Regions from separate parts of the Mus musculus genome. Here region 2 is linked to region 1. The links are chromatin contacts, called in public HiChIP or PLAC-seq maps. All regions are on one chromosome and are shown on one strand. The core of a region is the stretch at or near the end of the contact, and the rest is flanking DNA. Distances in the headings are between cores, read along the strand shown. Region 1 has its middle 15 kb from the start of Gm26761. Region 2 overlaps Tbc1d1 (TBC1 domain family, member 1).

What was found. HiChIP or PLAC-seq counts read pairs in DNA pulled down with a chosen protein or histone mark.
Region 2: an H3K27ac HiChIP or PLAC-seq map of microglia shows a contact between it and region 1, with 4 times the contacts expected there. The contact joins two enhancer-like sites. A contact is called at or near these places in 2 of 115 datasets of contacts at active chromatin or transcription factors (microglia and pancreatic cancer cells).

Annotation. Positions count from the first base shown.
Region 1 is chr5:64,682,110-64,687,580 of GRCm38.p6, reverse strand. No RefSeq gene overlaps it. Among named protein-coding and RNA genes, the nearest start is that of Gm26761, 15 kb to the left of the region's middle. Within about 2 kb of position 3,125, at least 22 of the 459 cell types and tissues checked have an H3K27ac peak or open chromatin away from gene starts, as enhancers often do. A contact at or near this core is called in microglia, where this site is marked.
Region 2 is chr5:64,342,190-64,347,660 of GRCm38.p6, reverse strand. It overlaps Tbc1d1 (TBC1 domain family, member 1), which reads right to left. Exons shown (of 22, transcript NM_001310611.1): 21 at 2,236-2,409. Among named protein-coding and RNA genes, the nearest start is that of Gm43837, 33 kb to the left of the region's middle. Within about 2 kb of position 3,125, at least 168 of the 459 cell types and tissues checked have an H3K27ac peak or open chromatin away from gene starts, as enhancers often do. A contact at or near this core is called in microglia, where this site is marked.

The DNA.
Region 1 (5,471 bases), core at 1,876-4,375:
ATCAGAAGTCGCCCAATGATATCTTGAGTTTGGACTGGGAAGGGGGCACTATATAGATTTCTTGTCCCCATAACAAAGTATCTGACATAAACAGGGATGCCAGGGGGCGGGGGCAGGCGTATGGCAAGGAAGCCCATGGAGGTCTGGAGCGTAGAGTGCACGACGCTCTGACCATCATTTCACAGTGCTCTTCCTCATGCTCCAGCTCTTTCATTCTTTCTTCCCCCTTTTCCATGAAGTTCTCTGGGACGTGTGTGTGTGTGTGTGTGTGTGTGTGTGTGTGTGTGTGTGTGTGTGTGTGTAATAGCTATAGCTGTATGATTTAGGGGTGAGCACTCAACAGTAATACTTTTGCTCAGCCCCTTGACCAGTTATGAGTCTCTGTATCAATTCCTATGTATGGCAGAAAGAAGCTCTTCTGGCCAGGGGCAAGCTGCCCAATCTGTGGGTATAAATACAAGAATTTAAATATTTAGAAGGTAGTTTGATAACTACAACAGTAGTAGACTCCCTCCTAGGGCCTATGACCTTTAAAGCCATGGGCTTCTGCCAGGTTTATAGTACTAGCATGCCTTCTCTCCTGTAGAACAAGCCTCAGGAGCTAATCAGAAAGCGGTTGGTTACCTGTATAACCTTCATGCCACTATTACACCAGCGGCACTTTGGTATTAAACATCCAGGATTCACCAGTGGATAAGACCACTGATGCCTTTTTGTTTTCCCCTTCAGCAGGCTATGTAGCACATCCCAGCACTATGAAAAATAGCCACCAGGAAAGAAGTTTACAGGTTAATTCCAACTTGATGTCACCATCCTGAAACTGAGGCCACTTTGGAGCAGGGATCTTACCTAGAGCATTAACCAAAATCTTACATAGAGCATCCCTAAAAGCTGGGCTGGAAGGAAACTTCTAATGGAGAGTCTTAGTCTCTTTCCAGATAGCTCCAGCCTCTCTGGAGGTGCTTTGGGATGGCCAAGGGAAGGTGTGGCAAGGGCAAATGATGCTACAGCCTCCACCCCCGTTCAGTCTGAACACCTCTACCTTCATCTGTCCTCTCCGTTGATTGAGCACATTGTTCTTATGAGAAAAAAAAAAAAGATGGCAAAAGTACATGCTGTCAAGTGAGGTTTGAAAAATCTCTCGCCTCCTCAAAGTCAGGTTTAAAAATGGCTTATCCTTTCCAGCATTCTCATTTTATAAATAAGAAAGCTGACAGCAGCAAAGCTCAAATGGCTTGATCAAGTGGTAGCCGACAGCTGAGCTCTCCCGCACCCTCCTTCCCTTTTCTGCAAAACTGTTGGTAGACATAACAATTGACACTCAGTCTGGACAGGGTATGAAAGAGGGGATCTGTTGCAGACATTCTTCTTTGTAAGATGGGATTTCTCTGGGCTGCCTCACCATCTAGGAACCTCGTGGAAGAAACGCCGCAGGGCTCTCCAACCGAGCTATGGAGGAAAAAAATACAATACAATTGAAAACCATCAGGACCTGTGGACTCTGGGGTTGGTTTGGTGAGAGTTCTCATACTATAAGCACTATTGGCAACCATGGGCCATCGTAGCAGGCTGCTTTGCCATATGACTGTAACTATGGGAAAGAATTCAGAAAGCATCTTGACTTTGGCTTTGATCAGGGCCTCTCTGAGCCAGTGGCTGCATTGGGCTGTTTTGGGTCCGTGTTGTCTGCCTAGTGTTCTCTTTACTCTGTTTGTGCTTACTTGATTTTCAAAGGCCCTTTAGCTTGTGTCAGATAATCTGGTGGTCAGTTCCTTATTCCTCTACCTCCTCTTCTGAGTATTGTTCTGTCTTGGGTTTCATGCTAGCCCCCGCTATCAGATCAGTCTGGGGAGTGGTCTGCTCCTCTTTTCTATCAGGTTTTTTGTTTGTCTTTTCATATAACCAAAGCTAGAATTTGCCACTTAATCCGAGCTGGCTTTGAACTCATGATTTTCTTATTAGCACTCTGGACTGTGTCAACTCTGAACTTTCAGAAGTCCTTGTGCTTTCCTTTCTATCTAGGAAATCCCTTAAGCCAAAATGACCTGTGTCTCTGTTTTTAAGGATAATGAAAAAAAGATAAAGGCAGGATGAGAGGAGGGAGCCGGAAGAGCTGCACACAGAAGAAAGGGAGGTAGCGGGAGGGCCTGAGAGGCTCCCCACAGGATGAAGCAGTGGAAAGTCTGGCCTCAACAGACTTCTTATGGAGGATGAGGGGAAAGAAGATGGGCGAGTCGCCTGGAGGGCCTTGAGGAAGATCTATGCACTACCCTATCCAGTAGGAATTTCCTTTGCAGAAATCTAGCAGATAAACCAAAAGAAATGAAGTCACACACACCAGTCAGTCTAGCAGAAGATGTCTTCGCTGTGCTTTTCTTTACTGTGGTAGTGAAAATGAGAGCAAGCTGAATAGCAAGGGCAAAGGAGCAAGATAGGATGAATAAGAGAACACTGCAATGAAGTCTACGGGTCCACTCATAGTCAGAAATGGAGCCTCTAGTGTTGCGTTGCTCAACACAGTAGTCACTAGCAGCTCACTCCTAGCTATGGGAATTTGTATTTGAAACATGTCTGGAAGAAATTAAGTGAATGGAGGTATAGAGGAAGTTACCAGGTTGAGAGTTGGAGAGGGGTCATCAGGAAGAATCTGGGGTTCTCTAGTGGGCCTCACAGACAAAGGGGAAGTAGAAGAGACTTCAGAGGGAGCTAGGATTTTAGGCCATCTGTGGTTGTAGAGAAAATGGCACCCGCTTTCTACCAAGTGCAAGGACTGGCTATGAACAGCACTGAGGAAAAAGCCCAGTGAGGTATAGGGGCGCTTTCTCCAGAGACAGGTGGCTCACTCTGTGCTCTCCCTCTGGCTGCTAAGTAGTACTGTGGAGTGGAGCAGCTTTTCTATTCGCCCAGCTTTTTCTCGGATGTCACACCATGAAGCCAAACTTCTTGAGAATCACTTCTGGGATGTTTCCTCTCTGAATTGATTTTACAGTTACAACCTTTTATCTAAACCTTCTTCTATTTCTTTCTAGCTTGGAGATAGGTAGCCAAACAAGCTACTTCCTTCCTGAGTTCTGTTCAATTCAACACTGCAAGCCTCTCCCAGACAGTCGGTGTTGATTATCAGCCACCTTGTGGGTTTTGATGTCTGACGAGTACAAACTCACACGCTTTGATATGTATTGTTGTGTGTGAACTGTTATGTACTTCTATTGAACGTTTAAACAAACTATTGAATCTGTGCCCATAGAAAACCTTTAGTAGCACAGAAATGTGCATGGGTTGGTGTGTATATGGGTGTGGTCTACACAGTCACTGAATAATGAGCCACGTACTGTATGTCAGGCCCTGTGGGAGATAAAAGCCTAAACATTACGTCCTGCTTCCTAAGCATATTTCAACCAAAAGGACAGAGATTTAATCATTTCCAGGTAAGTCTTAAACTAGAAAACCAATGGGCTTCATAGATATATTTTAGAGCCGACAGCATTGAAGTCAAACATTTTTGTCTTTATAGAAATCACCCACAGTCGCTGTGAATGAACCCTCCCTTCTGCAGATGGCAATGTATAGCACATCTTAGGTACAACTCTAGGTGGTATAATTTACTCATGTAATTAAACTATATTTATAGTTACCACTATATTTATGAGGGCTTAGTCTTCTTAGTTTTCTGTGGGCGTGACAGAATAGCACAGGCCAAGCAACTTAGAAGTGAAATTTAGTTCTCAGGGTTTTTAGATTATTCAAGCAGTTGTGGAGAGACACAAAACAGAAAGAAAGGCTTGTGCTGACATTAGGTGGGACAACAGGGTACCTTTGTCATTCACACATGCGGATAGCCAAAATGCCTACAGAGGAGATGGGATGCAGCCCCTTGTTGAGATAGAAAAGACTTCTGTAGTCTGCACGAAAGGGAAGCTGGGAAGTGTAGTCTTTCAGTAGGAAACTATCTGCTGTGGCAGGGTGGAGACCAAGGCTAGAGGCTGCATCTGGAAAGGGCTTTCTTGTTGTATCAAGAGGAACATATACGAGTAGCTAGGATGCGGGGGCTGGGGGTGGGGCTCTTCCTCTTCTTATAAAGCCACTGGTCCCAGCACAGGGATCCTGCCTTATGGCTTCATCTAAGTCTGATCACTTCCCAAGAGACTTGTCCCCAGATATCACTACTATGTGGATTTCCAGGTTTTCAGCAGCATGAGCTTTGGGGGACACATTTAACTATGTATATGGTTTCCCTTGTAAAGACCTAGAATTAAAAACAAAAAACAAGTAAGACATAGGTTTTTTTATTTGCTTGTTGGTTCTTGGTTTTTTGAGGCAGGGTTGGTTTCTCTGTGTAACAAGCCCTGGCTGACCCAGATTCACTTTGTAAATCAGGACCATAGAGATCTGCCTGCCTCTGCCTCCTGAGTATTGGTATCAAAGACATGCAACACCAGTCCTGGCAAGATGTAGTTCTGAGTCTCAGGTCACACTGGCTATCTGGTAAGAAGGGCAAGTTACAAATACAAGATCCCCGGTAGGCACGATGGTGTGGTGTAAGCCCTTGGAGGCGTCACAGAAGACAGCCATGTGCCACATCCCCTGTTGCTGAGCCTGCATCACTGAGTACAGGGTCTGGGTGATGATCTGCCTCTCTGATGGTCTCCTGGCCTCCTGCTGAGTAGTGGTTCTCCTGTGCTAGATCTGTGGGTCCGTGGCCTTGTAAGGCTGAAGGACTCAGCCCAGCAGGACTTCCTGCTTGAGCTGCTCCACAGGCCATCTTGCTGCAGTTCTCTTTTACTCTTGGTCTGGAACCAGGAAGGGTAGCTGCTCCGTTTTCCTCCTCTGATAAAGCTGTTGATACCCATCCTGGCTCACTATGCAGCTGGGATGGGGCCAAGAAACCCATTAAGAGCTTCTAGTTGTCTTTAGGATAAAATCCAACCTTCCTCCAAGGCCGGCCCTAATCTTGATGGCTGTCTTCCCCGAACTGCCCCTACCATGGCTCTTTTGGACAGCTGCCAAACCCCATCCTGTGGTCTCTTCAGGTGCACCACCCACCCTTCAGGCTCTTCTCCAACCTTTGTACATTGTCTTCCTTGGGCCTAAAGTACTTTCCCTCCTAAGCTGTGCCTGCCAGATCTGTATCACGCTCCGGCCCTCGGCTTCTAGGTCATTTCCTTAGGCAAGTCCCTGCTGACCTCGGAGATAAGGTGGCTTCTAGATGACCCAGGACCTATCTCAGTCCCCATCAAATGTCAGAGAGAATGTTGTTCCCTTTCTTCCTGTCTGCTGTAACCTGCAGAGGGAGGGCACAGACCGCATCAGTTTGGCAGGCTTGGGGACAGCCTTTTGGGCCGATGAGCCGGATCGCCAACATGTGCAGGAAGGTGGGCTCAATGTCTAGTTCAGTGTTTCTGTCTAGAAAATGCTTATGTTTTGGACAAGGAACCCCCCACATAGCTTCATTCTGTACTGGGCCTCAGATA
Region 2 (5,471 bases), core at 1,876-4,375, 340 kb after region 1:
TACGCAGAGCCAGCGCAGGCTGTGGACACTGACCTCACAGTGACAGCTACTACTGATATTTTGAGTGTACAGTCTTTCACATTTATTTTTCTTCACAGAACACACATCTATTATACTTTTAAAGAAAGGCATACCATAAGGTTTGTTTATTAATTTGCTTTTCTACTTAATACATCATAAGCATGGCTCAGCCATTCAAACACAACAGCTGAATGTTCTGTACGTTGAGTGATAGCATAACCTGACATATCTGTGGCCAGTGCGCTGCTTCTATATAGACCCTTAGGTCTGCTGGGCCAGTGGTACCCATTTGAGATTTTGTTAGGTACTGCTAAAGGCTGCAGAAAGATAGTACTTGCTCATAGTTATGGAGGGCAATTTAACTTTCCCATGCAGTCACTTCCACTGCTGTCTTTACAACCTAATTTTTAAGATCCATTGTTAGTAATGTACTGCAAGTATTAATATTGACAGGTTTCCCTGTGGTACATCAACTGTTAGGCTTTTTTTTTTTTTTTTTACTCCAGCCTTCTTTCTCCTCCTGAGAAACAGGTAACATTGTGTATTATTTGTGTTTCTGTGCCACACTACATTTTCTTAAATATTTAAAAAAAACAATAAATTTCGGTTAGCCCATCAAGTATATGAACAGAACCAAGCTACAATATAGCTTGTACTATGTACTTTAGCATCATACTGAAAACCTTATACAAAGGGAGAAAATACATATGGGATACATACTTACAGAGAGAATCATGAGGAAACCACCTCTGCATTAGCACAGAGCCTAACCACACGCCACAATCCCTTGCCCATGTTTTCGGGAAGGGCAATGTGCTACTCAGCTTGTGCCCAGCACAGCACAGGCTCAGTACCTACAGTGGGCTAGCAACCCTGGATAAGACTCTCCTAGAAGTGTAGGAGCCCTGGCTCCAGAGAGCATGAGTGACCTTCAGTATGCCGGCTTCTCAGCAGTGACTCACAGCCCCCTCAGACAGAAGCAGTGTGTGACTGCTTTCAAACCTCCAACTACGGACCCAGGATTAGCCTAACCCAGGAACCTGTGTGTACTTCTGCTCATACAAAGCTGCGGCTTCACAAAGCAAAGCGGAACTCTGTGGGACATGCTCACCTCAAGGTCTAGGTCAGGGTCTACTGCACAGTATGCCCTTGTGGGACAGAGCAGGCTCTCTGTCCCCTTTAACTTCCCTTCAGGTGACAGCTGAGACTTCTAGGGAAGAGTGTAGCAGCATATTTTTAGTAAGGACAGACTAAATAGTGGGACTTCAGATGTTCCTGGCAGTTAGGATGAGCAAGGGAAGCATTTTGATTTCGCACGCTCCTGTGGTTGAGGACTGCTGAGAGAAGGGCATCTGGGGGTGTGTGGGGGGGGAGCAGAGTACTCAAATGCCCACCTTTCTCACTTTATGGACAAACTCAGCAAGTGGCGGCTTTCTATGGGGAAAGATCAGAACCAGATATGGATGGAGAACATTTCTATGGAGCCAAGAGCCTCCATTAATAACCTATTTTAAAAGTGTCACTCTAATAATTTCTGAACACGGACACATTCTCTCATTTATACTATCAAACAAGGAGAATTCATGGTTACTTAGTGCCAATGGACTGACAGAGAAGCCACGCCCTGCAGTGACTTTTGCACACCTATCAGGGTCATTCCCTCTCCCTTCTGCATGGACTATTTATAGTGCTGGTCTTGTGTCCTTACCTGCATTCACCCACTTAAGATGGGGGCGGGGTGTACAGGAGAACTATGCCGCTTAATAAACCTTCGCATCCGAATCAGACTTATAAATAAGCATCAACTGTTCTGATTTAGTTCGTTAGATAGATTTCTAAGTTACTTCCTTCCTTCAGTATCTCTCCAAGGACCTGGCCTGTTTCCCCCCCAGGCAACAAAAGCTTAAGACTCTCTCATCATTATTCAAAGCACAATTGTTGGCAGTCAGCATCTGGGGCCAAGCTGGTCTCCTGCAAAGCTTAGTGTAGAAAGAGCCTCTCAGAAAGCTCCTGGACTGTCTGACCGTGGCAAGGACACTGTCTGCTCTGCAATAAAAGGGCTGATTCTCCTGGGACACCTCTGATCGCAACTACAAAGAGCGCGGGGTGGGAAAGGTCCTGCGGTCCTGGGAAAGCCCGGGCTGCTGGTGCCTTTGGTGAGTTAATGAGCGACTACACAGAGGCTCGGGAAGCCGCTCGGCAAATATGCTCTACCTGCAACTGCTCCAGGAGGTCAAGGTTCTGTTTGCGCAAGCTGCTGTTGGTTTTCTCCAATTTCTCCATTCTTTGGTTGTCACTGAGAGGCGAGGACTCAATAAGCTCCTCCTGGAGCACGTGGTACTCGACCTCATAGGCCTGGAGCTGCTTGGCGATGTCCATCTCAAACACCTGTTGGGTAGAGAAGCCACCAGGCTGAGTCACTGAGACAGGCCTCCCACGGGCACAGGTACCTGTGCTCACGCGCACGCGTGGAAGCACACGGAGAGGAGAAAACTCAGCTCTGACAAGGTCAATGGTTTTACACGGTGAGGACAACAAACACCTAGAGGTAATTGCAAAGGAAAAGAATAAATATAGGTTCTAACACGCTTCTACAAGGCCAAAAAGATTTAAAAAACAAAAAAACTTTTCAAGGCCTAGAGAGACAGCTCAGCAGTTAAAAGCACTGGCTGCCCTTCTCGAAGATTCAGGTATAATTCTCAGCACCCACTGGTGGCTCCTAGCTGTAACTCCAGTTCCCAGGGGAGCTGACACCCTCTTCTGGCCTTCATAGGCACCAGGCACTCAGGGGCACAGACAAGACTTTCAAAACTGTAGTTCTTAGCGGCTTTCCCTGCAAATGCTATGAAATACGCTGACTATAGGTTAAATGTGACAAAGGACTCATGTTCTGTTTGCAAGGTCACCACATTTAGTTACAATTCAGCTGGGTTTTTAAGAATTGTAAGAATGACAAAGTAATGGGACTGTTTATAGAAAAAGTCCTCTTGACCCAGATCTGCAGAAATGAGCCAATCCCAACTGTCACTCACACATGGATGAGCAGAGCCGGCTCTCTTCCTTTAACAGCAACAGTGACAACAGAGCCACACTTGTGAAACAAGCCCAAAGTGCAGACGCCACCCAGGGGGCAGTGTCTGCACTTTCTCCTGAGGAGGAAGAGCGACAGGGCTGGAGTGGGCCCAGTGTGAGTCAGCAGACTGCTGCTCACTGCAATGCCCTCTCTCCAATAAGGTAAGCCTGCAGGCTGAAGTCACCCAGCAGAGGCCTATAACAGGTACTTTCCTGATACTGCTGTGACAAAATGGTCAATGAAAGTAACAAAGAACAAAGGGTTTATTTTGGCCCAGTTCATGAGGTGGAGAGCCTGGGCGTCTGGAGCCTGAGGTGGCAGGAGACAGAGGAGTCTGGAGCCTGAGGTGTCTGGAGCCTGATGTGGCAGGAGCCTGAGGTGGCAGGAGACAGGGGTGTCTGGAGCCTGAGGTGGCAGGAGGCTAAGGTGTCTGGAGCCTGAGGTGGCAGGAGACAGGGGTGTCTGGAGTCTGAGGTGACAGGAGACAGGAGTGTCTGGAGGCTGAGGTGTCTGGAGCCTGAGGTATCTGGAGCCTGAGGTGGCAGAAGCCTGAGATGGCTGGGTACAATACACGCACAGCCAGGAAGCCTAGAGCCAAGTGTAGCAGCTCAGTTCACTGTCTCCTTTCTCCTCCCGGGAGCTGTCTCTCCTGGGATGGCACTGTCCGAATTTAGGGTAAGTTTTCTCACTTTAATTAGCCTAATCTGGAAACTGTCTTAGACCAGTCCTAAGGTGATTCTATCTTGGCAAGCTGACAGTCGAAAGCAACCATCACAACTCTCAAGGTGGTCTGGCAGTCTAGAACACTCTTCTGAGAATGGAGTTGCGGCTTCTGAAGGACAGAAGCTGTACTCTACTGCATTTCCTAACTAATGCAGCCAACACCCTTCCTAGCTGTGGGACGCCAGCTTTCCCCTAGGGTCCCCTACAGGGTTCCCTTCCCTATGAGCACTGAAGCTGTCCTACAAAGCCCTGCCACATTCCTGCCATTCCCAGTTGTCTTAAAAAAAAAAATTCAGCTTCCTAGTTTTCAGGTTAACTCCATGATTAATACTAAGTAGATTCAAAAGTTAGTCTATGCAAATACTAAGTCCCGTGCTGTCACGTCTACCTGATTTCTTTTTGTTCCTGAGAGGCTCAGTGGGCACCATTAGCATTTCCCATCCCTGGTGACAGCTCAGGCTGGGAGTCAGCTTTGCCCCTGAGGATCTGAGGGACTCAGTCTCTCTGGGCCTCAGTTCCTGGCCTCCCACACAGGGCGTAACACCTACCTCCCCGCACTGAGCTGGGGGTGAAGGGATACAGTTCACAGAGGTTCCGGTGCATGCCTGGAAAGCCTCCATCTTAGCTGGACCTTCTGGAACTGAACCTCGTATCTCAGCAGAACTGCAATGGATATGCACTGTGGGGTTCCCACTGCCATGAAAGTGCTCCTGTGTAATTCTGAGGATGGAAAACTCACTGAATGTAAAGATCATTTCCTCTCCTGGGAAACTTGGCACCAAAGTCTCTGGCCTTTTCTACAGAGTTAGGACGACATGTTAAGCTAAGCTGAACCACAGGCTGTGCCCTTCTGCGCCTTCATGAGTTCTTAATAAATATCTTGGGTTCTCACTGTCTCAGTGTAATTGTTCTGTGCCCCAGGAATGGTCCAAACCCACAGCAGACTGTCTGGTGGGGCAAGAGCCCTATTCCTTGAGTAGGGCTTCCCTTGGCCAAGGGACTGAAGAATAAAGGGATGGCAATCAGGACCTTGTTCTTACCTACTTACAGATCACAAGTGACTGACTGATGCAGAAAGGCCTAAGATTAAAGTCTGACTCCACAGTGGTACCTCAGAAAAGCACGATCCATGAACTAAAGACCAAATGTTAGACACTGGGGGGCTGATAGGAAGGGGTTCACTTGTAGAAGCCCAGCTTCTCTCCCTCTGAGCTGTCTAAAACCCAGGCCCTGAGCAGCGTCACTCCACAGCCCACAAGGAGCAGCCCTTGTCTTCTTTAGTCTGGCTCCATATCAGATCCCACCTCAAACCTTCCACTCCTTCCTGCCTCTCCATTTCTCCACACTTTTCAGAAAACTGTGTTGCCAGAGTTTTGGTGTTGAAAAGAGCATTTTCTTCTGCTTGTCAAAGTAGGAATTATTCACTTCCTTATGCTCAGTTTTTGTCAGAAAGACATCCCGTCAGCTTTATTACTGAAGCAATAAAGCCCCAGGCAGGAAGCGTGGAGGGCAAAACCCCCAGTACAGCTTCCGTCGTCTTTACACTGCCTTTCCTCGTCACTGTTCTACGCGTACTTCCCTAGCTGTAACACAACTAACACCAAATATCCTATCCCACCTACCGTTTTTCTCATAATCTTATGTTCTAAGGGCT